Regions from separate parts of the Mus musculus genome. Here all the other regions are linked to region 5. Evidence: chromatin contacts called from public promoter capture Hi-C data. All regions are on one chromosome and are shown on one strand. Each heading gives the region's core, a stretch centred on a gene start, on an enhancer-like site or on the middle of the called end of the contact. The rest is flanking DNA. Distances are from core to core; before and after follow the strand shown. Region 1 holds the start of Ccdc107 (coiled-coil domain containing 107). Region 2 holds the start of Fancg (Fanconi anemia, complementation group G). Region 3 holds the start of Stoml2 (stomatin (Epb7.2)-like 2). Region 4 holds the start of Npr2 (natriuretic peptide receptor 2). Region 5 holds the start of Tdrd7 (tudor domain containing 7).

The links. Promoter capture Hi-C pulls out the DNA fragments that hold promoters and counts their contacts.
Region 1: a promoter capture Hi-C map of pre-B cells shows a contact between it and region 5, with 8 times the contacts expected there. The contact joins the promoter of Ccdc107 here to the promoter of Tdrd7 in region 5. A contact is called at or near these places in 2 of 39 promoter capture datasets (pre-B cells and second pharyngeal arch cranial neural crest).
Region 2: a promoter capture Hi-C map of erythroid cells shows a contact between it and region 5, with 6 times the contacts expected there. The contact joins the promoter of Fancg here to the promoter of Tdrd7 in region 5. A contact is called at or near these places in 2 of 39 promoter capture datasets (erythroid cells and liver).
Region 3: a promoter capture Hi-C map of pre-B cells shows a contact between it and region 5, with 4 times the contacts expected there. The contact joins the promoter of Stoml2 here to the promoter of Tdrd7 in region 5. A contact is called at or near these places in 2 of 39 promoter capture datasets (liver and pre-B cells).
Region 4: a contact with region 5 is called in a promoter capture Hi-C map of liver, with 2.4 times the contacts expected there. The contact joins the promoter of Npr2 here to the promoter of Tdrd7 in region 5. A contact is called at or near these places in 2 of 39 promoter capture datasets (liver and pre-B cells).

What each region holds. Positions count from the first base shown.
Region 1 is chr4:43,491,921-43,494,620 of GRCm38.p6, forward strand. Ccdc107 (coiled-coil domain containing 107) reads left to right here and starts at 1,445. Exons shown (of 6, transcript NM_001037913.2): 1 at 1,445-1,616; 2 at 1,688-1,839. The coding sequence starts at 1,511. It also overlaps Rmrp.
Region 2 is chr4:43,008,906-43,011,605 of GRCm38.p6, forward strand. Fancg (Fanconi anemia, complementation group G) reads right to left here and starts at 1,396. Exons shown (of 14, transcript NM_053081.2): 1 at 1,097-1,396; 2 at 802-895; 3 at 243-374; 4 at 1-8. The coding sequence starts at 1,192.
Region 3 is chr4:43,029,993-43,032,692 of GRCm38.p6, forward strand. It overlaps Stoml2 (stomatin (Epb7.2)-like 2), which reads right to left and starts at 1,392. Exons shown (of 10, transcript NM_023231.2): 1 at 1,337-1,392; 2 at 979-1,116; 3 at 444-543; 4 at 248-306; 5 at 57-158. The coding sequence starts at 1,381. Fam214b (family with sequence similarity 214, member B) reads right to left here. Exons shown (of 9, transcript NM_001253353.1): 9 at 2,422-2,700.
Region 4 is chr4:43,630,519-43,633,218 of GRCm38.p6, forward strand. Npr2 (natriuretic peptide receptor 2) reads left to right here and starts at 1,417. Exons shown (of 22, transcript NM_173788.4): 1 at 1,417-2,333. The coding sequence starts at 1,667.
Region 5 is chr4:45,970,850-45,973,549 of GRCm38.p6, forward strand. It overlaps Tdrd7 (tudor domain containing 7), which reads left to right and starts at 1,448. Exons shown (of 17, transcript NM_146142.2): 1 at 1,448-1,587.

The DNA of each region.
Region 1 (2,700 bases), core at 195-2,694, 2.5 Mb before region 5:
ATATGGCAGTCTCTACATGGTCCATCCTTTCATCTCAGCTCCAAACTTTGTCTCTGTAACTCCTTCCATGGGTGTTTTGTTCCCAAATCTAAGGAGGGGCATAGTGTCCACACTTCAGTCTTCATTCCTTTTGTTCGGTTTTGAGAGAGGGTCTCACTATGTAGACCAGGCCTTGAACTCATAGAGATCTGTCTGCTTTTGTCTCCCCACTGCTGGGATTAAAGGAGTGTGGTGCCACATCTGGCAGCTCTGTGAATCTTATGTGCTTGCTACTACATAATCCCAGCATTTGAGAAATGGAAGCAGGAGGGTTAGGAGTTCTAGGCCAGCTCCAGCTACATGAGAATGAAGCCAGCCCAGGTTACATGAGACCCAGAAGGACCTAGTTGTATATTTGCCTTTTGAGTCGCTGTGAACATTCATTCATTAATTTCATTCACTTCCTCAAGTTCCCCTAGCAACAAGTGACTAGGCTCGGACAGTAAAATGGAAAAAAACAAAAAAGCAAAACCCACAGTCTTGCTCTCTTTGGACTAGCAGTCTAAAAAAAGAATTACAGCTATTAAAGAATAAATTAGGAATTCAGATTTGTCTCCGTTTTCTTTCTTCTTTTCTTAGGAAAGGGTGACCTTGATTTCCTAATTAGTACATTCACATCTGGCTCTGAAGGTTGTATAGAAATAAAAGTGGCCGGGCGTGGTGGCGCACGCCTTTAATCCCAGCACTCGGGAGGCAGAGGCAGGAGGATTTCTGAGTTCGAGGCCAGCCTGGTCTACAAAGTGAGTGCCAGGACAGCCAGGGCTACACAGAGAAACCCTGTCAAAAAACCAAAATACAAACAAACAAAAATAAATAAATAAAAGTGTAGCCGCGCTGAGAATGAGCCCCGTGTGGTTGGTGCGAGCCAGGTCGCACTGCCTGCGTCACTATGTGAGCTGACGGATGACGCCCCGCTGCACGCCGCTCAGCTCGCCCCGGAGGGGTCGCTTCTTGGCGGGCTAACAGTGACTTGCGGGGGAAGTCTACGCGCGTGTGCACGCGGCACTCTCTGCCCGTGGTCCGGGGACTTTCCCCTAGGCGAAAGGATAAGGAACATGTCCCTCGTATGTAGCCTAGGAAACAGGCCTTCAGAGCGAGCTGCCTTAGCTTCTAGGCGCGACTAATTTATGACTCTACAACAGGCTTAATTTTTTGGTTATGGTGAGAAAATTGGTCTCTCTAGGTAGAAAAACAATGAGCCATTGTTTTAGGCATGATACTTTATCCTGAAAGATTCTGGAGACATAATTGTTTAAGAAAGCTATAAATAGATAGGTCATTAATTAATGTAGGAACGCTAGGTGGGCGTGGTTTATGCAAATATTGCTTAAACCCATCCTGAGATGGGCGTGGCCGCCTTAAGGGACTCAGCCCCCCCGATGTAGGCGTGGTCTCCTGCGCGTGCGCACTACGGCCGGAGGCCCAGCGCTGGAACGCGGGGTACCCGGCGTGCGATTCTGGTGGGCCAGGCATGGAGGGCGCTGGCCCCGTGTTGAGTATTCTGGGGCTGCTGCTTGTGTCTGCGCCTTTTGGAGTCCTTGGGGAGCGCCCCAGCGCCGATCTGGGGGCACACCCAGGTACCTGCGAGAGCTGCTGGAGGGAGGCTGGGACTGCCTAGTAGAAACTGACCGATGGCTTTAATCCACAGAACGGGGCTCCCAGGTCAGTCCGGGAACCACCGAACCTCGGCGGCAGCCGCCACCCAAGGATCAGCGCGAGCGAGCCCGGGCCGGATCGCTGTCTTTGGGCGCTCTGTACACCGCGGCCGTCGTGGCTTTTGTGCTGTTCAAGTGTTTGCAGGTGCGGTATGGCGGTGGGTTGTGGGAGCCCTGGGCCTTAATCTCCTGGGGCCGCTACAGTACCAAGAACAACCGCTTCCCGGCTACCTGTAAAATGAAGGCTCGTTCCTTGGTTTTTCCACATTATTGGGGCATTCGAGGATCCAGAGAGATAATGGATGTAGGGGGCTGAGAAATTGTAGAAACCGTTACTTTTACTCCTCTCTCCAGTGACGATCGATTTTCAATCTGGAGCTCATCCACTTAGTGTCTGATGTAAGTGGGGTTTTAACCCAACTAGTGTCAGTATGCAAAAAAAGAAGTTGCTGCTGAGGCTCCAACCTTGGCCCAAGGAGTTAATCGCGGCAGCAACAGAGTGTCTAGTGGACCAGACACCAAGCCGTTTCGTGCTCTCCTTAGGAAGGAAACCCTGAAATGTGAACTGACTGTACATTCTGATTACTTTGAAACTGTTGACATGGAAAGTGGAACCTACCACCCAGTGCTTTATCTTCAACTCTGGTCAATTACTTGCACAGGGGAATAGAGGCTGAACTAATTAGTAACATAAAACTAGATGAGATTAAAGAGCCAGGCAGACTTGACAGGCTAGGATGAAGATTGGAGTTTAAAGATAGATTAATAAATTCTACCCAGGCGTAGTGTTAGACGCCTTTAATCCCAGCATTCAGGGGAGACAGAGGCAGGAACAGCTCTTGTGAGTTCGAGACCAGTATTTCTGTCTTATGCATGGAGAAGAATACATAAGCAGTTGAGAAGAGGAGCGGGACCCGTGGAAGAGAGGTAGGCATGGCGGCTGACAGTTTCACGGTGTTATGATAACCCACTTTCCAATTAAAGGTTCTGAAGGAGGCTTGTGCTT
Region 2 (2,700 bases), core at 146-2,645, 3.0 Mb before region 5:
CTCCAGCACTGTAAAGCACAAACACACACACATACACACACACACCCATCTCTCATCTCCCTATACTCTCTGGGTTTTCCTTTCTGAAAGAGCCCAAAGACTACAATAATACACCTGCCTAGTCTGAGGAACATACAGAGGATTAGAAAAGAACATCTGTCTCCGTGGACAGATGTTCCTCTCACCCCCCAGCCTCATCCCTAAATCCAAACTGAAACTACCAGGAGCAGAGGAGACCTTACCTCTTTCGAGGCCCCTTTGAAGATCCTGGGTAAGATCTTCAGTGAAAGCCTGGACTAGGCTAGCCCTCAGGATTATACAATTACAGAGGACAGTCAGCTCCAAGGGGAGAGCGGGGACAGCAGCAGGGAGTCCTGGAGCGACAGGATGCTGGTCTCACAGGCTGTCCCATGAAACACAGCCCAAATGGTTTCCAACCCAGAGACCAACCCCACTCCAACCAAGGCTTCAAGAAGGAATTCAGTTTTTGCTCAGACAACTTTGGAAAGAGCAGGAAGTTCTCTAAATCTCCTGAAAATCACCTCTTCAAATGTTCCTGTGTGTGTGTGTGTGTGTGTGTGTGTGTGTGTGTGTGTGTGTGTGTGTGTGTGAAAAGAAGAAGGAATTAAGCTACTGAAAGACAATCCCACCCAGTCTCTTCTGGGCTTTACGCAGGACTCCATAAGCCCTAGGAAAATCACCTCAATCCTAGAACCTCGTAAAAGAAGCTCATCTTTGAATGCTGGTGATTTGCGGGGTGGTCTGAGGGGGGAACTGAACCTTCTGGAAGGTCGTTCTTACCTTGTAGAGTGAGGAGGAGTTCCCTAAGCCCTTCCAGTGTGTCTTGGGCCGATTGCTGTCGCCTCAGAGAGGGACGAGAATCCCTGGTGAGTTGCTGAAATTATGTAGGGAGGCATTAAGGATCAGTCTTTCTCCCTTGTAACAGAGACAGGGAGGGACACATATTCCTGTCACTTCTGTTTCTAAGGACGGAGGTCAAGCTCTGTTCCTTCCCCCTAGACTAGGGTGAGATCATTACAAAGCCGCTTTCTGACATCTTGAGGGTACAAGGTGAGAGTCCCAGCAACCACATTACCTTAGCCTGTCTAACAAGCTGGTCGTTCTTTTCCCTCCACAGGTCCAGGCTACTGGAAAATGTTTTGGGGAGGGCTGGAATGACCTGGCTGGACATTGTCGCCGAGGTAGATCACTGTTACCCGAAGGGGTCTTTTCATGGGTGGAGGCTGGTCCCACCGGTGTCTTCACCCTAACCGCAAGAAGCCACTTCTGCACCCCACCGGACTCCCCCCGGGTCGCAGCCGGGCTTGCTCTCCCTGACCAGAAACCCACCTCTCAGTCCCCGCCACCACCCACCGCGCCTGTGGTTGGCCAAGCTGCAACACTCTCGGCCGCGGTTGGTTGTCTTCAAGAGACGGTTCCGCGGGAAACTGAAAAGAAACCCGGAACAAGGAGGCGGGGAGACAGGAGGCCAGCCACATGCCAAGGACGAACTGCTGGGTCTGCAGGGCCTCCGCGGGGGTCAGAGTGTTGAGGCTAGTTTAGGAGGAGTGGGTCTTGGCACCAGTCTCTGGCGGCGCTCTGCCTTAGAACCAACGGCAGTCCAGGTTTCCCCGCTCCGTGGCTGGAAGACGGACCGCGCGGTGTTTGCTGGGAGTTGTAGTACTGTGGAGAACGCCCAAGAAAAGATTCCTCATCACCCATCCCTACCCCCACCCAACCCCCCAACCCCGGAAGAAAATGTCTCCCGAAAACTAAGGACAGGAGACTGAAGCCCTTGGTAATCTCATCCTTTCTCTTTGAGAAAAACAAAAAAACAAAAAACGCGGAGAATCGGACATTCCTACGCAGAAAGGAAGGAGAAAAAAAGTACTTGACACTATGTATATGGTAGCAGCAACTCAAAACACTTCACAAAAGACATACAAGAGCCCCAAATAAAGCTGGGCGTGGTGGCACACGCCTTTAATCCCAGCACTGGGGAGACAAAGGCAGGCAGATTTCTGAGCCTGGTCTACAAAGTGAGTTCTTGGACAGTCAGGGCTATACAGAGAAACCCTGTCTAGAAAAAGAAAAAAAAAAGAGCCCCAAATAAAAAGCTTAGAAAACAAGAAATCACTTTCACAGGTTTAACAAGATTTGCTTTTGCCTTGTTGTTATCATTTTTGAAGGCTTGTTTTTATTTTGTGTTTTTTAAAATTACGTTTATGCGTCTGTTTATGGGTAGGTACATGTGAGTGCATGCAGGACTGATGGGCAGAGATGCCCAATGCCCTGGATTTGAATTTTAGTCCTTAGCCACCTGACATGGGCACTGGGAACCAACCTTGAACACAGGCCTGAGGGCCTGCACGAGCACTAAGTACTCTTAAGACGAGCCGTCTGTACAGCCCGATGATATTTTTGAGAGTTTCACTGTGTAATCCTGGCTGGCCTGGTACTGGCTTTGCAACCTCCACCTGATGGTGATCCTCCTGCCTGAGCCTCTCAAGTGCTAGAATTACAGGTGTGCACCATCTTATCCAGCAGGCAATGAGAGTTTTGTTGTTGTTGTTGTTGTTGTTGTTGTTTCTTTTTTGGGTGGAGGTGCGGGGGGGGGGGGGTGCAGTGGTGGTGGTTGTTGTGTTCTTTTTCTTTTCCAGAGAGGCTTTCTCTGTGTAGCCCTGATGCCCTGGAACACCC
Region 3 (2,700 bases), core at 142-2,641, 2.9 Mb before region 5:
GGAAAGAGTCAACAGTTTATGCACTTAAGCCCTTACTCCAGCCCAGATCCGCTTACCCGAAAAACTTTGTCCAGAGAGAGTTTGCCAAGCTCTGATCTCATAGTCGTCTGAGCTAACTGGGTGACAGCATACTCTGGGTCTTCCACACCGTAACTTGCCTGAAAGGGCAGGTATAGGATCAGAACTGAAGATGCAGGATTTTAAGGAAGAGGCAGTTCAGAAAACTAGATAAACCCAGGGCAGATACCTTGTAAGGATCCATGATGCGCAGATAAAGGACTCCATCTATTTGTAGTGTTACATTGTCTGCAGGAGCAAACAGAAGAGAAAAAAACTGTCGGTCAGACCTCTAAGTCCCAACCAGCTCTTTCTCCTAAGCCCTGGATCTATAGCAACCACATCCTAGCGCACTTAGCACATCCCTGTCACCCCATCGCTCTCACCAAGAGTTACGGCTGACTGCTCAGGCACGTTGATAACAATTTCCTTGAGACTCTGCACATACCGGATTCGGTCTAACACGGGGATCAGGACGTTCAGGCCCTGAGAAGAGGAGCCATAGATTCTCAGAAGGGTGAGGCTAGTAAACTTGAACTCTAAGCTAAGTCTGGAGTAAGTAGTAAGTCACGTATAAACATAGAGAAGCAATCCCTCCTATCATGGCCTCAAAGGCTGGGGTGTCACTGGTAGGGAAACCTAAGAGTACAAAAAGATAAGACTAGGCTTATGAATGTCAAGAATGGAAGCCAGCAAGAGCTGCTGCCTTTAGAGTATGGTAGCTCCAGGAATGAAGCCTATGGGTCACTAGGGTATTAGGAAAGCGGGGAAACACGGAGGTGGTGTTCAGGAGACTGGGCTCTGCTAGAACTGGTCCTCGCAGGTTAGAAGTGCAGACAGGCCCCGACGGAAGTCCCACTTCCACACGAGTAAACGATCAGACGATCTGGCTGGCTGAGGGCGGGCAAGAGAGGTTCTCACCGGTTCCAGGATCCGGTGGAATCGGCCCATTCGCTCCACCACCCAGGCCTCCTGCTGAGGCACAAACAGGATCACGGTGTTTCGGGGCAGTCCAGAGGAGGCGCGGCGCGGAACGCGGCCAGAAGCCTGCACCGAGCCCTGAAGGAAGACGAGAGTAGGCTGGGGACCAGGCGCGGATCCCTAAATCCCTCTCCCTAGATCTCGACACCCCCCCCAAGGGTCCCCGGAGAGTGATTCACGTGGGGACCATGACCTGTGACCACAGTCCTTCCCCCAAAGTTAGAAGCCCACTCCTTCCCAGCTCAAGACCCAGGTGATGTCGGTCCCGAGCCTCTGGTGAAGGTTGCCTCGCTCTCACCCTCAGCAAAAGGGCTCCAGTGCCCCGCGCCGCGCGCGCCAGCATTTCCCACAGCCTCGGCGACCTCCGGAACCAACGAGAGGTGGGGCAGAGCGGCCTCTTGTGAAGCCTGAACCCGAGCCCTTCCTTCAGCTGGTCCACTCCGCCCGACGTACTTCCGGCGTATTAGTCCACCCTCCCATCCCCACTAGTCGGCGTCCGTCAAATCGTTCCCTGGGAAACGTAGGCTTTGAAGAGAGAGCCCGAGAGTGCAAGTTTGTTCTGGTTCTCAAAAACTACGAAGCTCCTGGGCATTGTGGTAGAAATTGAGGCAATATTCCGTCCGCAAGTGGTACAGGAACACCGCCCACCAAATTCTGTACCCACAGCCGTGACTCAGTTTACCCTCCAGCTCGTGTATAACTGTCCTAATCTGTCACCATAACGACAATGGATTGGATTGGCGCTCAGTAGTTGCCCGTGGTTGCCATAGTGACATTCTTGGGTAGTCATGCTGTTGTGCCCAGCTCTCCCACTGGGGACTGACCCCATTCCCGTTGTCATGGTAACTAGGAGGCCTAACTTTACCTTAGGACTGGGCGGAGATTTCTCCCTTCCCTCTTTTCCCAAGGCATCAACAGCTCTTTTTCATATTTTTTTCTGAGCCAGAAACGGTCAGGCATGATCCCCTTACATACAGAGGGAAACAAAGAGCCTCAGCCTTTCATTTTTGTCTGAAACACATCAACCTTGCTCAGGTCTCTGACACTCTCTCAAATACAAGCTTTAAGAGGCCTGTATCCCCCCTCATCTCCTTCTTCTCATTCTCCTCCTCCTCCTTCATTTTACATATACAGACACTGAGGTTCTGATGGGGCTAAACTACAGAATCAGTGTAAGAATCCAGATTCTCAGAGTTTAGCCTCTGTAGCTTCACTTTACCCACCCAGCCCCCAGCACCTTATACAAAAAGGACTAAGACTATGGTCCAAGACTCAGCTCATCCCAGCCTAAGATCTCATGGGTTTGAGCTTGTTGCCAGAATTCCAGCTCCCTTTAGGCCCCACATCTCCATCCTCTTGAACACAAAAAAAAGTAGAGGTTAGTTCAAGTTTCCAAACAAGAATTTATTCTTTTTTTTTTCCTTAAAAAATGTACCAGGTACAATTTTTCCCATTTTTTTGTTTGTTTGTTTTGTTTTTCAAGTTTCAGCAAATGCTTGTTCCCCTCAGCCAAGCCCCAAGAGTTAAGGGTTGAGGCTGGGTCAGAGTCTTAAGTGAGGAGTGGAGTAACTGGGAACCATGTGACTGAATGAGGGGCACCCCTCATCCCAGCTGAGGTAGGTGGGTCAGAGTCTGGTCAGGTGAGAGGAGGTTCCCCAGTCC
Region 4 (2,700 bases), core at 167-2,666, 2.3 Mb before region 5:
TGATAATTTGAGAACTCCCCAAGGTGCCATAGCTGTTCCCTTTGCAATGATGTCATCTCTCACAAGCTGTTCTTCCAGATGGGGTCAGCACTCCAGATAAGGGGTACCTGGATGAACTTTCTAGCCTGGAATTTTAGGAGTGAGGTGGATCCCTAGGTGGGGGTACAATGAACTTTAATTGCTGAGGCCTGTTAGGCTTAGTCAGTCCATAAGCTCCCACCAAGTGTGGCTCAGGAAGACAAAAGGACAAGGCCCTGGGAACAGATGGCTGATGGATCCAATAGGCATAAGAGCAGAACGACCGTGGAGACAGAAACAGAGTGGAGAGTTGAGTCCCCAGGAAGAGGAGGACTCGTGGACTCCATAAAGATCCGAGAAGAATGGAGTCCTTTGGTGCCATGAGGGTCTGACTTCCTCCTGCCTGAGGAAAAGCACTCTGGCGTTGAGGAGATGGGTAGAGTTTTCCCTACCCAGGAATAAATGGATACCCAGTGATTGGGGATTTCTGACAGTTTCCTGGAGACTGGAGCATCTGCGGAAATCTGATTGAGTGAATGGACTCTAAGAAAAGTGGGGTGTCAAGGGAAGAAGGCAGGCATGAGTGAGATGGGAGCAGTCCTGTGCACAAGGGGCTTGGGGGAAGCAGAGGAAGGCCCTTACAGTATGGGGACGCCCATGAACCTCGCTGGCCTAGAGGCCCGGGGTGCTGAGCCCCTGGGGCGCTCACCGGGTGGTTTGGGGACTGGGAGGTCCCTGGGCGCCAGGCAGGGGTGGGGGTGGCAGCAGCAGCCGGAGGGTGGGGCCGGGCGGGGAGGGGAGGGGGAGGGGCGGGGTCGGGCGGCCTGCCGGGGAAGTCACACTCGGCCGCCGCCGCGGGCGCAGCGAGCGGAGACGCGCCGGGCCGAGGCGACCTGACCTGGACGAGCGAGCGGCGCGCGCGGGGGCCCAGGCGGGGGGCGGGAGGCAGCGGCGGGCAGCGCAGGCCGCCGGGCCCGGGAGAAGCGGAGCGGAGAGGAGCGGGGGACACGGGCGGGGCCGCCGCAGCTCCGGATGGGACCAGCGCCCGGGCCCGTTAGTCCAGGCAGGAGCTTCGGGAGAAGCCGTCACTGGGAGAGTCACCCCTGCCTTTCCCTCCCCTCTGGCCCAGGCCTCGCTTCGCTCCCTGCCTGCCCATGTCCCAGTCCTTCCGCGGCGGGCGCCCTCCCACCTCAGCCCGGGGCTCTGGCTTCTCGCAGCTCTTTGCTCTCCCGGCCCGATCAGCTGTGAGGTGTCCCCGGGCCGTTTCTTTGTGCCAGCCTCCCCCAAGTCCCTACCCCATCCCAGGCTCAGATTCCTCCCTTCTCGGCTTGGAATTGTCAGGCTACTTCACCTCTCACTGTCCTCATCCCGGTCGCAGGCCCCCTTGGTCTCTTCTTCCTTCTGCCACCCTATCCTTAGTCCCTGGACCTGGCTGTGGGCTGGTAGCCCACTCCTTCCCGACCCAGGTTTCCCCCCATCCTCTTCTTGCGTGGTCCCCAGCACTTTCTGTATCCGGGCCGACTAAGCTTGCCCCCACTTCTCTTCCTGGCCCTCTTCCCCAGGCTCCAGGCTGGGTGGCGCTTGTGCCTGCCCAGTAGGCCAGAGCGGCCCCTGGTTCGGGGGACCGTGGGTCAGCTGCTCTATCCCCATGGCACTGCCATCCCTGCTGCTGGTGGTGGCAGCCCTGGCAGGTGGGGTGCGTCCTCCGGGGGCACGGAACCTGACGCTGGCGGTGGTGCTGCCAGAACACAACCTGAGCTATGCCTGGGCCTGGCCACGGGTGGGTCCTGCTGTGGCACTGGCTGTGGAGGCACTGGGCCGGGCACTGCCCGTGGACCTGCGGTTTGTCAGCTCCGAACTAGACGGCGCCTGCTCTGAGTACCTGGCACCACTGCGCGCTGTGGACCTCAAGCTGTACCATGACCCCGACCTTCTGTTGGGCCCCGGTTGTGTGTACCCCGCTGCCTCTGTGGCTCGCTTTGCCTCACACTGGCGCCTTCCCCTCCTGACTGCGGGGGCAGTGGCCTCTGGCTTTGCAGCTAAGAATGAGCATTATCGTACCCTGGTTCGCACTGGCCCCTCTGCGCCCAAGCTGGGTGAGTTTGTAGTGACATTGCACGGGCACTTCAATTGGACAGCTCGGGCTGCTTTGCTGTATCTGGATGCTCGCACAGATGACCGGCCCCACTACTTCACCATCGAGGGCGTCTTTGAGGCCCTGCAGGGCAGCAACCTCAGTGTGCAGCACCAGGTGTATGCCCGAGAGCCAGGTGGCCCTGAGCAAGCCACCCACTTCATCAGAGCCAACGGGCGCAGTAAGTGTGGCCCGGGCTGTTTTAGAAACAGGGGAGGTGGGCCGCTATGTCCCTGGAGCAGTGCAACACAGAGAAATAGGCAGAGATAGGAAGGGGAGAGTTCTATGTGATGGTTGGGATGGAGGAACTTTTGAGGACAGAGCTCCTGAGAGAACCTGGCATCAGTCAGAGGTCAGCAAGGCTGAGCCTGGGGCTGGGGTTTGAGTAGTGGATGTGGGTGATGTCTGATCTGAAATGTGCACCTGTCTGTGAGCAGAGACCCCTTAGATTGGAACACAAAGCCTCTTGGTAGCATAGAGATGACTCTATGGGTTCAGGTTTGATTGGGAAAGCAGGTAAGGCTCACACAAAAATTGTGAGCACAAGT
Region 5 (2,700 bases), core at 198-2,697:
TCATGTTTAGTTTAGCGGACAGGGCAGGGAGAAAGACATCTGAAACAGACTGAAATAGAATCAAGGCAATGTAGAGAATTCTGTTTCAGAGACACTTCGGCAGCTTTAGGCAGGGACCAGATGTGAGATTATGAAAGAGAACAGTGTTCAAAGAACACCCCTGGTCAAAGCCTTAAGACAGAACCTACTGAGCACAGGATATCCGGCTTTTCACGATCTCCTTCCAGTCTATTCATCGCCTACTGCAGCTTCCCAATGAATGCAAAGTTCCTTAAGCACAAGGTTTATAGGCCCTATACACTGTTGCTATTTGTCAGCAGGTATTGAGTCTGTAACAGTTAATTGTCTGCTCACCCACTGAAGGATGTTTATGCTATCTCTGTGTCTTTAAGTATTGCAAGCAAGGCTGATTTAAACATCCTTGTACGGGTCTGTGATGAATAAGCCCTTTCCTTTCTCTTGGGTCAATACCAGGGAGTGGAAACTCAGGGAGCCAAGGTTATAAAGTACTAGTGTATGCAACGACACAGAAGAGTCTCAATAGAATTCTGATGAGTGAAGAAAGCCAGATCCTCCCCCTTAATGACAATACATATGAAATAATTATATTTATATAAAACTCCAGAAAAAGCAAGAGCTCTATAGTAAGTAAGTGGGCACTTACAGGACTAAACGGTAGGGAATGAGGCAAACATTATAGAAAGAGAGAGAACTTTGAGGGTGTGGCTATGTTCCTCATGTTACTATCTGTGATTGTTTCTCTGTTGTATGCATACCAAACACATGAAAGTGTACATTTGAATCGTGCAGCTTATAGTATGGCAAGTGTACCTCAAACTGTTAAAAAAAATTGCTGATTGAGTAAGCAGCAGCAGGCTTTCAGCAAAAATATACAGAATGATGCCAAGTTTTCACAACGGGTTAAAGCAATCCAGCATTAAATAAATGTTAGTGGAATTACCGTGGAGTGAATAAATAGCAGCTATTCAACGTGTTTTGAATGAATTAAAGAATTTGATAAGTATTTATTTTATGCTTATTATATACTGGGCAGTGTTCTAGGATCTCTGCCCTCAAACAGCTTTAGTTTTAGAGCAGTGGATGAAAGCAGCGTTGTTACACACGCGTGAAGGGTATGTGGCAAAGCATTTTAATATAGTCCCCCTCCTCCAAAGAGTGACCTAGAAGACAGCTAAAGACAGACTGTCTAGAAGATGAAAAGAAGTATTGAGATGCTGAAGAGAACGAACTTTGTGGAAAGAGAAATAAATCCACACCCCGAGCGTCAGGACGGCGTGCGCACGCGCAGAAACCGCTAGGCGGCGTCGGTTTCCCTTCTCACACGCGGACCTCGAAGTGGGCAGCCGTGGCCGGAGCGCCTGCGTCTGCGCAGAGCTAAGCCGGCCGGCGAAGGGGCGGGGCGTGGTGCGACGGGGCGTGGCCCAGAGGGCGGGGCTTTAGGTGATTCCCAAGCCACGGCTCAGGCCGTGCGGGGAAACCGAAAGTGGGCGGCGGCCGCCCTGGCGGAGGGAGCGGAGGGAGCCGGGCCCAGAGGCGCGGGCTTGGGCCGCGGGTCCCCGGGACGAGGTGAGCTCGGTCGGGGCGCGACAGGTGCGGGCGACGCGGGGCGGGCTGCGGGACGGCAGGGCACGGGCAGGACAGCGGCTGGGCGCGGCGCCTCAGGCCCGGGCCTGGTCCCCGCCGTGGCGGGGTTCCAGAGCGTCGTGCGTGACGCCCCGGGACGTCCACCCAGCCGGTCGCGGTGCAGCAGGAGCTGCAGAGGGGGGCGTGGGAGGCGCGCAGCTCTGAGCAGGAAGTAGCTCCCGGTCAGGAGCAACCGGCCTCGGCCGCCCGTGCTGGGCAGCGGTACCCGAGCTCTGCGCAGTTGTGCCAGCCCCGCGGGCCACACTGCGGCGGCCTCCGCCCTCGAGACCGGCCGGTGCAGGCCGCGCACATCACACAGGACCTACACGTAGCCGTTCCTGTCAACCGTGAGCGCTGGGGAGGAAACAAGCATTCACGGAGAAGTTGTCTTGGAAGTCAAGTGGGAGCTGACAGCCTTTCTGCTCCTGTCCGCTTGAGGGTACATTTCTGTCAATATCCAGGGCTACCACTACCCAGTCATCTTGGGGAGCAGGGAAGAGAGGTGTGTATAGATGTTAAAGCCCAACCCCAAAGGATTCTGATACCAACACCACAAACTAACCGAGAAAACCACGATTCGTGTTGGTGGTGCCCACCTATGCTCTGCAGGTGGACGTTTGCAGAGAAGTGTTCTTGGAACTAGAAACGCCTTTAGTGGCAGAAGTGTAATTTAGAACTAAATCCCTGTCTCTTCCCGACCTCCATGATGTGGATGAAAATGTGGCATTCTACAGTGCGGCCTTTGCAGATAATGTATTGGAATCTGAGCTTCTAAAGCTTAAATGTAAGGTCGGGAATCAATTGCACCTCTGGTCTCTAAGTCTGCTCAAGAACCGAATGGGAATAGCTAACTGACCCTTTGAAGTGTTCTCAAGACAAGATAAGTCTTTGGCTCATAATAATAATCTTCTAAAGAGGCTTTCTATTTACCCAAACTGCCCATATTTTACAGGTTGGGATTTCAAGGTTTTTGATGACAGGGACACGCAAATTTTTAGGATAAGTTAGCATATAGTGTAGACTCAGCTGACGTAGGCGAGCTTCAGTTACATGCAA